2 separate regions of the Hordeum vulgare genome follow, and region 1 is linked to region 2. A link is a contact called in public Hi-C data. All regions are on one chromosome and are shown on one strand. Each heading gives the region's core, a stretch centred on a gene start, on an enhancer-like site or on the middle of the called end of the contact. The rest is flanking DNA. Distances are from core to core; before and after follow the strand shown. Region 1 holds the start of LOC123444896 (BEL1-like homeodomain protein 9). Region 2 holds the start of LOC123444895 (ras-related protein Rab2BV-like).

Region 1 (6,212 bases), core at 529-3,028, 280 kb before region 2:
AGTAAGAGATAAACGGCATCAACGAGCTTTAGCTTTCATGTGGATGTGACATCAACGAGCCAAAGCCTACTTCCCAACTATAGAAGTAAGACGCCATTAATAAAGAGGTCAGACCAGCAAGCTCGCCTGCTACTGTAAGACTGGGAGCTCCATAAATGGAAGCTTTCTACTACATCGTACGTAGATTCCCATCCCATGTAGTATTGCCTCAGAGGTTGGAAGAGGACGCTGCGAGAGGGTCAAGTCCTCCGATCCTTATAACCATGTGGAAGATGAAAGAACTTGATTTTTCTTGACATGACCGGCGAAAGTTTTGCTGGTTTCCAGCATCACCTATCGCCCCAAAGCGTTCGAGGACAATAATCGATTGTGTTTTCATTCATGTAGATGGCATTCGGAAAAGGTGTGCTTAGTGCGGCGAAACTAATCAACATCCAATCTTTGGCGAGGAAAAAAGGAGCAAGGAAAGCAGCAAATTGTTGGGGGTGAGCAGTGCGGCACTGTGGCCAAAGGAGAAAAGGAAAATCCGAACAAATGTAATGTAACAGCGGCCATGGAAATGATCATCAAATCAAAAGCACATGCAACCGCGGAAGCACAGTGAATAAAAGCAAGCAAAGCCATGGTGATGTGACCGCTATGTGCAAGATTCTTGGCGCTCCCAGTCCCAGCGCAGCAGCATCGAAGCAAACGAGGTAGAGTAGAAATTTGGACGTGGTACCCTAGCTCACCTCTTCCATCATGGAGATGAGCCTCGTCTTCTTCCACTGCTGCTCGGCGCCGTACATGGGGCCTGCGGCGTCCAGCTCGTCGTCGGCGACGTCCATCGTGTCTGCGTCGAGCAGGCCCTCGTCCGGGAGGCTGCGGTCGGCGTGCGCGGCCGCGCCTCCCACGTCGCAGATCTCCTCCAGCAGCCTCTGCGCCGGGACGAGGAACTTGGATCGCCCGAGCACCGAGGCGTAGCCGGTGAAGGGACCGCACGGCCCGGCGCCTCCCGGCTCCTGCTGCTTCCTGGGCGTCGGGGGCGCCGTGGCGGGATTGGACGAGGCGGAGGAGAGGGAGAGCGAGAAGTTGTGCGTGGGGATGTGCGGGAACTGCTGCGCGGTGACCTGCTGGGCGGTGAGCCCGTTGAGCACCAGCTGCTGGCCCTGCGGCACCGTGGGGCTGTGCGGTGAGTAGGAGGAGGAGGAGGACGCGTAGGAGTAGAAGGCCGGGGGAGGCCACGCCCCGGCCTGGTGGTGCTGGTGGTGCGGGGCGAGGGGGGTCGGCGGTGAGTCCTCCGCGGCGGCGTCCGGCGGGAACCGGAGCTTCTCGCGGCGGCTGTGCTGCGGCACGTGGTAGAGCTGCCCGCCCGACGCGGCGGCGGCGGCCGCCATGTGGTGTGCATGGCTGTGAAGCAGCATGTGGCCGTGGTGGTGGGCCTCGGCGCCGCCGTACCCGCCGGCGGGAGACGACATGGCGAGCGCCCGCGCGTACGTAGGCGGTGGGTGGGTGGCGGGCAGCGCAGCGAGGTAGAGCAGGAGCACCAGCACCTGGCTGGGGTGGGTGGCCTCGCTGGCCCTGGAGAGAGTGGAGGTGGAGGGGAAACGGCTCCGCACTTTCCGAGCGCCGGGCCTGGCTCGCTGTCGCGCTGCCCGCTGGTGGTATGGTATCTCCCACCCTCTGTCTCCGCTGCTGTAGCCTTCCCTTCCCTTCCCTTCCCTCGCCTTTTATCTCTCCCTCTCTCGCTCGCTCGCCCTCTTTTCTCCTCCTCGGTTCCCCCGATGGCTGCTGTGGTTGGGTTCGGGCCCCAAAGGCGAGGGGAGGAGGTGAAAAGGAGAGCGAGGCTCTGTCCGTCCCAGGGGAGGGGGAAACGGTAAGGAGCCGTGAAAGCGAAAGCGGGCGGAGAACGGAGCGAGAGAGGCAGCGAGCGAGGGAGTGAGTGAGTGAGTGAAGGAGTACTAGATAGCTGCTGCTGCTGTGGTCCAACTCCAAGCTGACGCTGGCCGTGCGTGCGTGCGTGCGTGCGTCCTGCCCCTGCCGCGGCTTAATTACATACAGCTGTTGCTGGTAATGGTAACCGTGCATTTGCATGCCCACAATTTTACACCACGGCTGCGAGCTCTCCGGTTGGCGCCGGGAGCTATGGGTGCCGGATTCGAGTCTGGTTTTACCGCGCTTTTTTTACTCCTTTTGACGGAGGAGGTTTCGTTCCTTCGGCCCCAGCACCCCGCGACTGCATACCAACAATGCTAATGCTAATGCTAATGCTAGTCCTACAAAGAATCGACAAACGTTTCCTTAGTTTTTCAAACTACTCCCTCTTTTCCAGAATAATTGTCGTTGGAGGATTTTTCAGTCCAAGTGAAAACGAATGAAAGTATGATACCTGTCGCTAGGATCGTCGTCTTCCTCCATGAGGCTCCTCCGCCATTCGCCGTGTAAAACAATATGTTGTGGGGAACTGCACGACACCCAATACAGGATGTGGCTATCTCATATATATAAGGGGTGTACAAGATACAAGGGTATATACGAAAACTGTAGAAATACATAGTCTAACACCCTCCCTCAATCTTAACTCCGTTCTGAACGACAAAGTAAGTTAAGATTGCGCCTGCATCACTCAAACTCTGATTATGGAAGAGGCTTTGTGAAGATGTCAGCAAGTTGATCCTTGGAAGAGATGAACTTGATACGAAGAAGTTTCCGTGCAACGCGTTCCCTTACAAAATGATAGCCAACTTCGATGTGCTTGTTACGAGCATGGAACATTGGATTAGATGAAAGATATGTTGCACCAATGTTATCACACCAAAGAACAGGTGGCTCCTGTTGAGAGATGCATAATTCTCTTAACACAGACTGTACCCAAATAAGCTCGGCCGTGCCATTGACAATTGCCTTGTATTCTGCTTCAGTGCTACTCCGAGATACTGTGGCCTGCTTGCGCGCACTCCAAGCAATCAAGTTATCACCATAAAAGACAGCATGGCCCCCTGTGGATCGACGGTCATCCGAATTCCTAGCCCAATCAGCATCAGAGAAGGCCGAGAGAGCACAAGAAGAGGTAGACCGAAGATGCAAACCGAAGGAGATAGTGTGAGAGAGATACCGCAAGATACGCTTCACAGCTGACCAGTGTGAAGTCCGTGGAGCATGAAGAAACCCGCATACACGATTGACTTCATAAGAGATATCAGGTCGTGTAATAGTCAAGTACTACAAAGCTCCAACAACACGACGGTGGTACTCAGTAGCATCATCGGAAGGGGGCAAGTCACCATCCAAAGCTGATAACCGATCTATCGCAGACATAGGAGTGGTAGCATGTTTGCAACGCAACATACCTGCACGACATAGCAGGTCCAAGGAGTACTTATGCTGAGTAAGAGTGAGGCCAGCAAAGGACCGTGAAACTTCCAAGCCAAGAAAGCAATGGAGAGCCCCCAGATCCTTGACATCAAAGTGACCACAGAGAGCACACCGTAGACGATCCGCAACAGACACATAGGAGCTGATAAGAATGATGTCATCTACATATACCAGAAGATACATAGTGACCTCAGAGCGATGAAAGAGGAACAGTGACGTGTCAGTAGTGGACGGAGTGAACCCAAGTTGTCGAAGAACCGAACCCAGTCGAGCATGCCATGCACGAGGAGTCTGCTTAAGTCCATAAAGTGCCTTAACCAGGCGAACTGATAATGTGGACGAGCTGGATCAACAAAACCACAAGGATGACACATGTAAACTTCTCCCTCCATGATCCCATGGAGAAAAGCATTCTGAACATCAAGCTGGCGCAGAGACCACCCCTTGGCAACAGCCAAGGACAAGAGCAACCGAATAGTGGTAGGTTTAACAATTCCGCTGAAAGTAACCGCATAATCAAGACCATAGCGTTGTTTAAAACCTTTGGCCACCAACCACGCCTTGTAGCGCTCAGTGGAACCATCAACATTTTTTTTACCTTGAAAACCCACTTGGAATCAATGATGTTGACCCCAGACACAGGAGGAACTAAACGCCAAGTATCATTCCTCTGCAGTGCATGAAACTCCTACTCCATGGTAGCGCGCCAATGAGGAATCCGAAGAGTTGCCTGGAAATGACGAGGCTCGGCAGTGGGATCAGCATGTGTCTGTGCCATACACGCCGCAATCCGTGAAACTATGCCATCAGTTCGTTCCTTCGGCCGAATGATACCACTCTGACTTCGCGTACGAGGACGCAGAGGAGCAGCAGGCGGCGGAGGTGATGGCGAAGATGCCGCCTCCGAAACCAGTGGGGAGGCCAAGGCAGGCGAGGCCGACTCAACCATCACAACCGACGCAGGTGAGGCCGGCTCTACCAACGAAGCCGGCACAGGTGCAGCTAGCGGAGTCGTAGCCGACACAGGCGCGGGTGCAACTGGTGGAGTCGCAGCCGGCACAAGCGCGGGTGCAGCTGGCACAAGCGCAACCGCAGGCGCAGCCGCAGCTGACGTAGGTGAAGCCATCGCAGGTGTAGCCGACACAGGCGCAACCGGCATATGCGTCCAGAAGCTCAAGGCGTGCTCCACGTCCAGTACCTGGACCATGGTTAGGTAATAACAAGTGAGTATATGCAACATCAACAAATTTAACAGGCAATGGCAAGGTAGGTTGCTCAGGTGTAGTGGGAGTGGTGGAGACGACCGGAGATGCGGCAAAAGGAAAGACATTCTCATCAAACACCACATCACGAGAAATGTAGACGCGGTTGGAGGGAACATGAAGACACTTGTACCCTTTATGAAGAGAACTATAGCCAAGAAGCACGCACTGTTTAGATCAAAAATCCAACTTGCGTTGCTTATATGGACGGGGATGTGGCCAACAAGCACACTCAAAAACTTTGAAGAACGTATAATCAGGGATTTCATTCAACAAGAGTTCAAGAGATGTTTTCATGTGACGGAGTCATGTAGGTAGTCGATTAATGAGAAAGCATGCGTTGGAAAACGCATCACTCCAAAACCAAAAAGGAACCGAGGCATGAACAAGCAAAGTAAGACCAGTCTCAACTATATGACGATGCTTGCGCTCACCTACACCATTCTGTTGGTGTGTATGAGGACAAGACACCCGATGAGTAATTCCAAGATTACTAAAGAACGCATTGAGGTTGTGATACTCAGTACCCCAATCAGACTGCACATGAATAATTTTGTGGCTAAGCAGACGCTCCACATGCGCTTGGAATTGTAAGAAAACATTAAACATATCGGACTTGCGCTTAAGAAGATAAAACCAAGTGAACCGCCTATAAGCATCAAGGAAACTGACATAGTCGTTATGACCACTAACAGAACTTTGGGCATGGCCCCATACATCCGAAAATACAAGCTCAAGCGGTTTAGTGACTACACGACTCGACTTAGAAAAAGAAAGCCGATGACTCTTGCCTTGCTAACAGGCATCACAAACCGCATCATCATATTTATTGGACACAATTGGGAGCTCATGACGATGAAGAACATGGCGAACGATGGGACTGGCAGGATGACCAAGGCGCGCATGCCACTCTGATGGAGACACACGAACACCGCTAAAGGCACTAGGACCAGGTGGCACATCAAGTGCGTAGAGACCATTATTGCGCAAGCGACCTCTAAGGAGTATGTCCCTCGTGTCCCGATCCTTAACAAAAAAATGAAAAAGGATGCGACTCAGCAAGAATATTATTATCACGAGTAAGTTTAGGAACAGACAACAAACTACGTGAAACATAAGGAACTCAAAGGACATTAAGAAGACGTAATTTTGTGGATCGACGAGTAAGAAGGGATGCCTGACCAATATGTGAGATGTGCATACCTTCCCCGTTTGCAGTATGAACCTGATCATGCCGACGGTATGGCACCTGTGTGGAGAGCTTTCCCATGTCGCTCGTCAAGTGGTTGGTAGCGCGTGTATCCATGTACCAGGACGCATCAACCGGATAAGAAGGAGTAGAACCATGCTCATAACTTGCAAAAGTACCCTGCTTCTCATTCCCTTTGTCGTTGTTCCCGATGCCCAGAAACTCCTTCTTGAAGCGACGGTGGCAGCAGGATGCAAGATGGCTATCAAGACCACAAAGCTGGCAAAGGACTTGAGCCCCACAAGAAGGACAACGGGCACAAAGGTGTATCCAATATCATGTATATCCAATATACATTTTTCGACTTTGCCAGCCTTCTCATCTACCAAGTATCTAGGGTAGTTCCG
Region 2 (5,422 bases), core at 959-3,458:
GCTTACAATCTGGTGAATTTCACTCAGCACAGTATGGAATGCCTTCTCCACATTGATTGCCTCCAGTGCAGAGGTCTCAAGGAAAGAGAGGCCTTCTTTCTCAGAGAATGCTTGGCTGTCTTCCTCAGGAACCGATCTTAAGTGGTTCAAGTCTGACTTGTTCCCGACCATCATGACAACAATGTTGGCATCTGCATGATCCCGGAGCTCACGGAGCCACCTCTGAACATTGTCGAAGGTCTGCCTCTTCGTTATGTCAAAGACTAGGAGTGCTCCAACAGCACCCCTGTAATAAGCACTAGTAATTGCACGGTATCTCTCCTGACCAGCCGTGTCCCATATCTGTGCCTTCACAGTCTTTCCTTCTATCTGCCGCAAAACAACATAAATTTCTGCTAAGCTTCAATAGGAAAATATGGATTTAACATTAGTATAAAACATCAATAAGAAAGGTGTACTATTCCGATTCTAAGATCCACATTGAAAAATTTGCCTGCTTATAACATTGTGTTAATATCATTATGTGAACAGATGTTTGCAGGATATCACGACAGCACGTATCATTTTCTCTGAACGGACAACAGGGGCAATTGTGATTCTCTATCTGTATTTTCTTTTCTTTTTACTAAACTGCATGTATTACAACAGACAACAATATATACTTGGTAAAAAACAAGGGGATGTACTGGAAGACTACTTGTAATATTTGTTGAAACAAAAATACAGAATTGTCATCTTCTTGCTGTGACTTTTAGGCAGGATCGCATAATGATGAGCTTACCAGAACTAACACCAATGATGAGCTTAAAAACATATAGTTATTCAACATCGACCAACCAGAAGAGATAAAGAGACTAGGTTTAATTTCTTCTTTCTGCCAATTGCACATAGTTTGTAATGCAACTCATAAGGTTGCAATTTGTTGCTCAGTGCCTAACAATTCAAAAGAAGAAACCGGTTCTATCAATCAATCCAGCCGTTTGGCACGAGGCTTCTGAATCACACATTGAAGCAAATGTTAGGCGCCAACTGTGCTCTCACATACATGTTGAGGCTTCAGTGTATTTTTGTCTACCCAAATTATTATGCCCTTCGATGGCAGTGGCAACACGAAAACCATAATAATAATGCAATTACAATGGCACAGTTGTTTACCTTTTGAGTTTCTGAACAAGATGTAATTGGTAGATGATGTACACTATCCTCTTGAAAAGAAAAACTGAAACCATGCCAACCAGAGATAGTGTCGCTTTGACAATCTAGCCTGATTACTACCGTAAATGCAAAAGGATCTAAAGAAAGCCCACATCTGTATTTTCACGGCATTGCCATGTGCTGTCAGTGTCATGCGGCCAAAAAAGTGCTCCATGCTAGGTGTCCGCTCAGGCATGCAGCCAACAACACATTGACCTATGCTCGGTGTCCTGGCTTTTGACCGCGCAATCAATCATTTATTCGTTCACCCAGATCCCCCGTCCTATACCGTGACTGCAAACTCAACCGAACGCTCTGTTCAACAGATCAAACCAGACACAACCCAGCCCAGCGCGGGATCAGAAATGACGACGGCATTTGCATTTCGATTGACATCTTCTGACGGAAACGACCGAGCATTTGAGGATCAGATCGCGCACGTGAATCATGGAAGGGAAGGAAATGGATCGCGCGCGGGTGGCGAGGTGATGGATGGGTACCTACCTGGAGGGTCCGGGTGGCGAACTCGACGCCGATGGTGGACTTGGACTCGAGGCAGAACTCGTTGCGGGTGAAGCGGGAGAGGATGTTGGACTTGCCGACGCCGGAGTCGCCGATGAGCACGATCTTGAAGAGGTAGTCGTACTCGTTGTCCACCCGGTGCGCCATCGCCGCCTCCCTTCCTTCCTCCCCGTCGCCGCCTCTCCTCCCGCGGACCCCGATCGATGACCCGGCCAATGAGCAACCCACGCGGATCAGAACAGAAGACCTCGTCGACGCTTGGCTTCGCTTACCGGGAGGGGACGGGACGGGACGGGAGGCGACGCTGCTCGCCGGGCCGAGCGGGAGGGGAATGGGAGGGGGGGAGGGGTGTGGGGGCGGACAGGCAGATCCGAGAAAGGAACGGCCGACGAGGGGAGGGGAGGAAGGAAGGAAAGGAGGGGGGGAGGGATCTCGTGCCGTGCCCAGCTGGCCCCGCCCCGGCTTTGGCTATCTCGAGGGCCAGCCGATCGACGGCTGGCGTGCGCTGGCGGTGCCTCCTTTCTTTTTGTCCGAGCCCGCCACCCGTGCTGTCAGATCCCACCAGATCTCGGGGCCGCCAATGTTTACCACGCTTGGTCGGTGCCTCAACATGGATTTCTTTGCTCTCGACAAAACTGGACCTGGATTTATTTTTGGGAGCAACGCCTGTAATTTAGACGTGTTTAGAACCATTCAGATTATATAATTCAGTTTTTATAATTTATTTTGTCTTTAAATAAGACAGATTGTGATGTACTCCCTCCGTTCCTAAATATAAGTTTTTTTAGGGGTTTCACTACGGAACTATATACGGATATATACAGACATATTTTAAGTGTAGATTTAGCCATTTTGTTCCGTATGTATTCATTTAGTGAAATCTCTTAAAAGACTTATATTTAAGAACGGAGGGAGTATATTATAAAAACTAGATAAACAGATTATTAAAAACTCATAATCTATAAAACATCATCTAAAATCAAATCCTTGTAAGTTGGAGATAATTACATTCCTATAACCGTCACCCTTCTTTAAAAAACAGAGGGCAGATAAGTCATTATGCAATGTAAAACGTTGACTACAGTTTATATAACCTGCCCTTCAAACATGTCCGCCTAAATTATTTTTATAAACCAGATTATATAATTCATCTTCATAATCCACATCTCTTCCTAATAATAAAGTGTCGACTCCTTCTATTGTCCGTCGTGCCACTTTTATAAAAAAAAGAAGTCCCTAACGTTTCCTAAAATCAACCCATAGTTCGGATTTAAGTTAGAAAACGAATCGATTTTTTACATTTAAAAAAAAACCTCATGTTTCAGGTAATCAACCCGCCCTTCATATTTAAGTCAACCGTATTTTATCCAAAACAAAATTATTCATATGTTTTAAACCGTAACTCCGATTTTAACATGTTATATATGAAATTTGATTAATAAAATGTGTAGAATCTAAATAGGATGTTATTTTTAGCTGTTAAATACTTCTTAAATATTATTTATGTGCAAACTTAATCTGTAGTGCACGGTCTTTTTTTCTTTTTTTTCGGCAACGATACGAATTGCAATAAACATCCATTAAATTTAAACCAAATTTAGAGGAAAGAAACATCGTTAACCATACATGCACACCTTTGGAAAACCTTGTGGGAAGAAACAACATATTTCTTATCTTATTCCGAGTGACTGTACATTGAAACGCGTTTTCATTGTGTGAGCACTAAGACCATCGTCGGCAACATAAATGTGATGCCATGTGAAAATATATTGCGTTCAGAACGTGTGTTAATTTCTCTTCCGTTGCAACGCACGGACTCTTTTGCTAGTTATCATAATTTATTGTGGTTCCAAACATGGCCTTAGGAAGCAACTAGTTAGCGAGCGCTCCCTCGAGAGCTCCAAGCGATCGTTCCCGCGCGTCGCCATTTGACGCGTTTCCAGCCGCCGCCACGTGTCGTGCTTTGAGCGTTTTCTTCTAATTTTATTTATTTTTTCACACGCGTTTTCGCCTTTTTTAGTGTTTTTGCTGAATTTTTTTGGTGTTATGATATTTCACTGGTCTTTCGTAACTTTTGGACCGAAAAAATCAAGATTAATTTTTTCATGAAAAAACGTGTTTTCTTTTTTTGTACGCAAAAAACACGGTTTTTTTGGCGAGATGTATGTTTTTTCTTTCGCGAGAGGCACGATTTTTTTCCTTCGCGGGCGTGCCTCTCGAAAAAGAAACGTGTTTTCGGTTTTTTTTTAGGAGAGGCACGATTTTATTTCCGCAAAAGGCACGTTTTTGCCTTCGCGAGACGCACGTCCGTGCCTCTCCCAAAAGGAAAAAAATGTGTTTTCTGTTGTTTTTGCGAGAGAGATGGTTTTGCTTCCGTAAAAGATACGACTTTGCATTCGCGAGAGGCACGCCCATGCCTCTTCCGAAAGGGAAAAAACACAATTTTTTTTGCGAGAGGCACAGTTTTGCTTCGGCGAAAAGCACGGGTTTGTCTTCGCGAGAGGCACGCCCGTGCCTCTTCTGAAGAGGGGGAAAATGCGTTTTCTGCTCTCTCTTTTTTTCCCGCAGGAGGCATGGTTTTGCCTCCGCGAGAGGCACAGTTTTGCCTTGGCGAGAGGCACGACCCGTGCCTCTCGAAAAGGGAAAAACACGTTTTCTGTTTTTTTCTATCACGTGAGGCACAATTTTTTCGTCCGGCTTTTTTCTTCTGGTTTTTCGTGAAAAAAAAGTTCGTCAAAACCTATCAACATGGGATCTAGTTTTGAAGACCTCAACGCGAGAAAGCCAACGGTGAAAACGGTTCGAGATTTGGATACACGGTTAAGGAGATAAAATGTTTTGAAAATACGGATCTACGAAAAGAGGGGAAACTACCAGGTTGCGACAAGTGACACGCATTTAGTGCGCCACTTGTCGCAACCTGTGAAGGTGAAAGTAATCGTTAAAAGATGTATTCGCTAAGTAATGATTTCGTGTAATTATGATATGGCATTGTCCACTCTTGGACGCCGGCCCAAGGCCGAAAGACGGATCCGAAGACAGGCCCGCGAGCGGGAGGCCCAGAAGACATGGCAGAACAACATCAAGATGGATAAATAAGGCGGCGACTAGTTAGGACATGTACAATGATGACATATGGATATAGATGTCCCATCATAAAATATAGCTTGAGGTTTTTGTATTGATTTTTTCTATTCAATGCAAGCTAGCTATAGTGAGGATACCTTATAAAAAAAACTATAATGCTCATGTATCTCTACTTTCCACTCTAACTTTTTCAGTTTTTTACACCGGGCTACACATTTTCTTTTTAAACACCCGCCTCCTGCAAAGGATTCCGCTTTCATATCCGAACCTATTTTTTCTGACATCCGATCCTACATGACATACGAGACATCATCATTGTACATGTCCTTATCACAATAAAAAATGCTATTTTATTGCAGTAAGTGATACTATTAACGCATGCTCAGTCATAAAAAAGTATAAAACACAAGTAGGAGGGAGCAAACCTAGGTCTCTAGGAAGAGCGTAAGAGCAACTCTAGCAGACCCTCATCCCGTCCCGATCCGGAAAATAACCGTCAAAATGCGGGTCGGGGCGGAAAAACCTGCCCAATCACACCCCGCATCCCGCCCCGGTTCGCAAATATTTTTGCGGGACGCGACAAAATCTCGGTCCCAACCTGCGTATTCGCGGGTTCCCC

The links. A called contact is a pair of places that touch in the nucleus more often than the background predicts.
Region 1: a contact with region 2 is called in a Hi-C map of seedling, with 2.5 times the contacts expected there. The contact joins the promoter of LOC123444896 here to the promoter of LOC123444895 in region 2. A contact is called at or near these places in 2 of 6 Hi-C or Micro-C datasets (leaf and seedling) and 1 of 1 datasets of contacts at active chromatin or transcription factors (embryo).

The regions. Positions count from the first base shown.
Region 1 is chr3H:547,799,748-547,805,959 of MorexV3_pseudomolecules_assembly, reverse strand. It overlaps LOC123444896 (BEL1-like homeodomain protein 9), which reads right to left and starts at 1,778. Exons shown (of 4, transcript XM_045121777.1): 1 at 732-1,778. The coding sequence starts at 1,457.
Region 2 is chr3H:547,516,980-547,522,401 of MorexV3_pseudomolecules_assembly, reverse strand. LOC123444895 (ras-related protein Rab2BV-like) reads right to left here and starts at 2,208. Exons shown (of 2, transcript XM_045121776.1): 1 at 1,699-2,208; 2 at 1-369. The coding sequence starts at 1,863.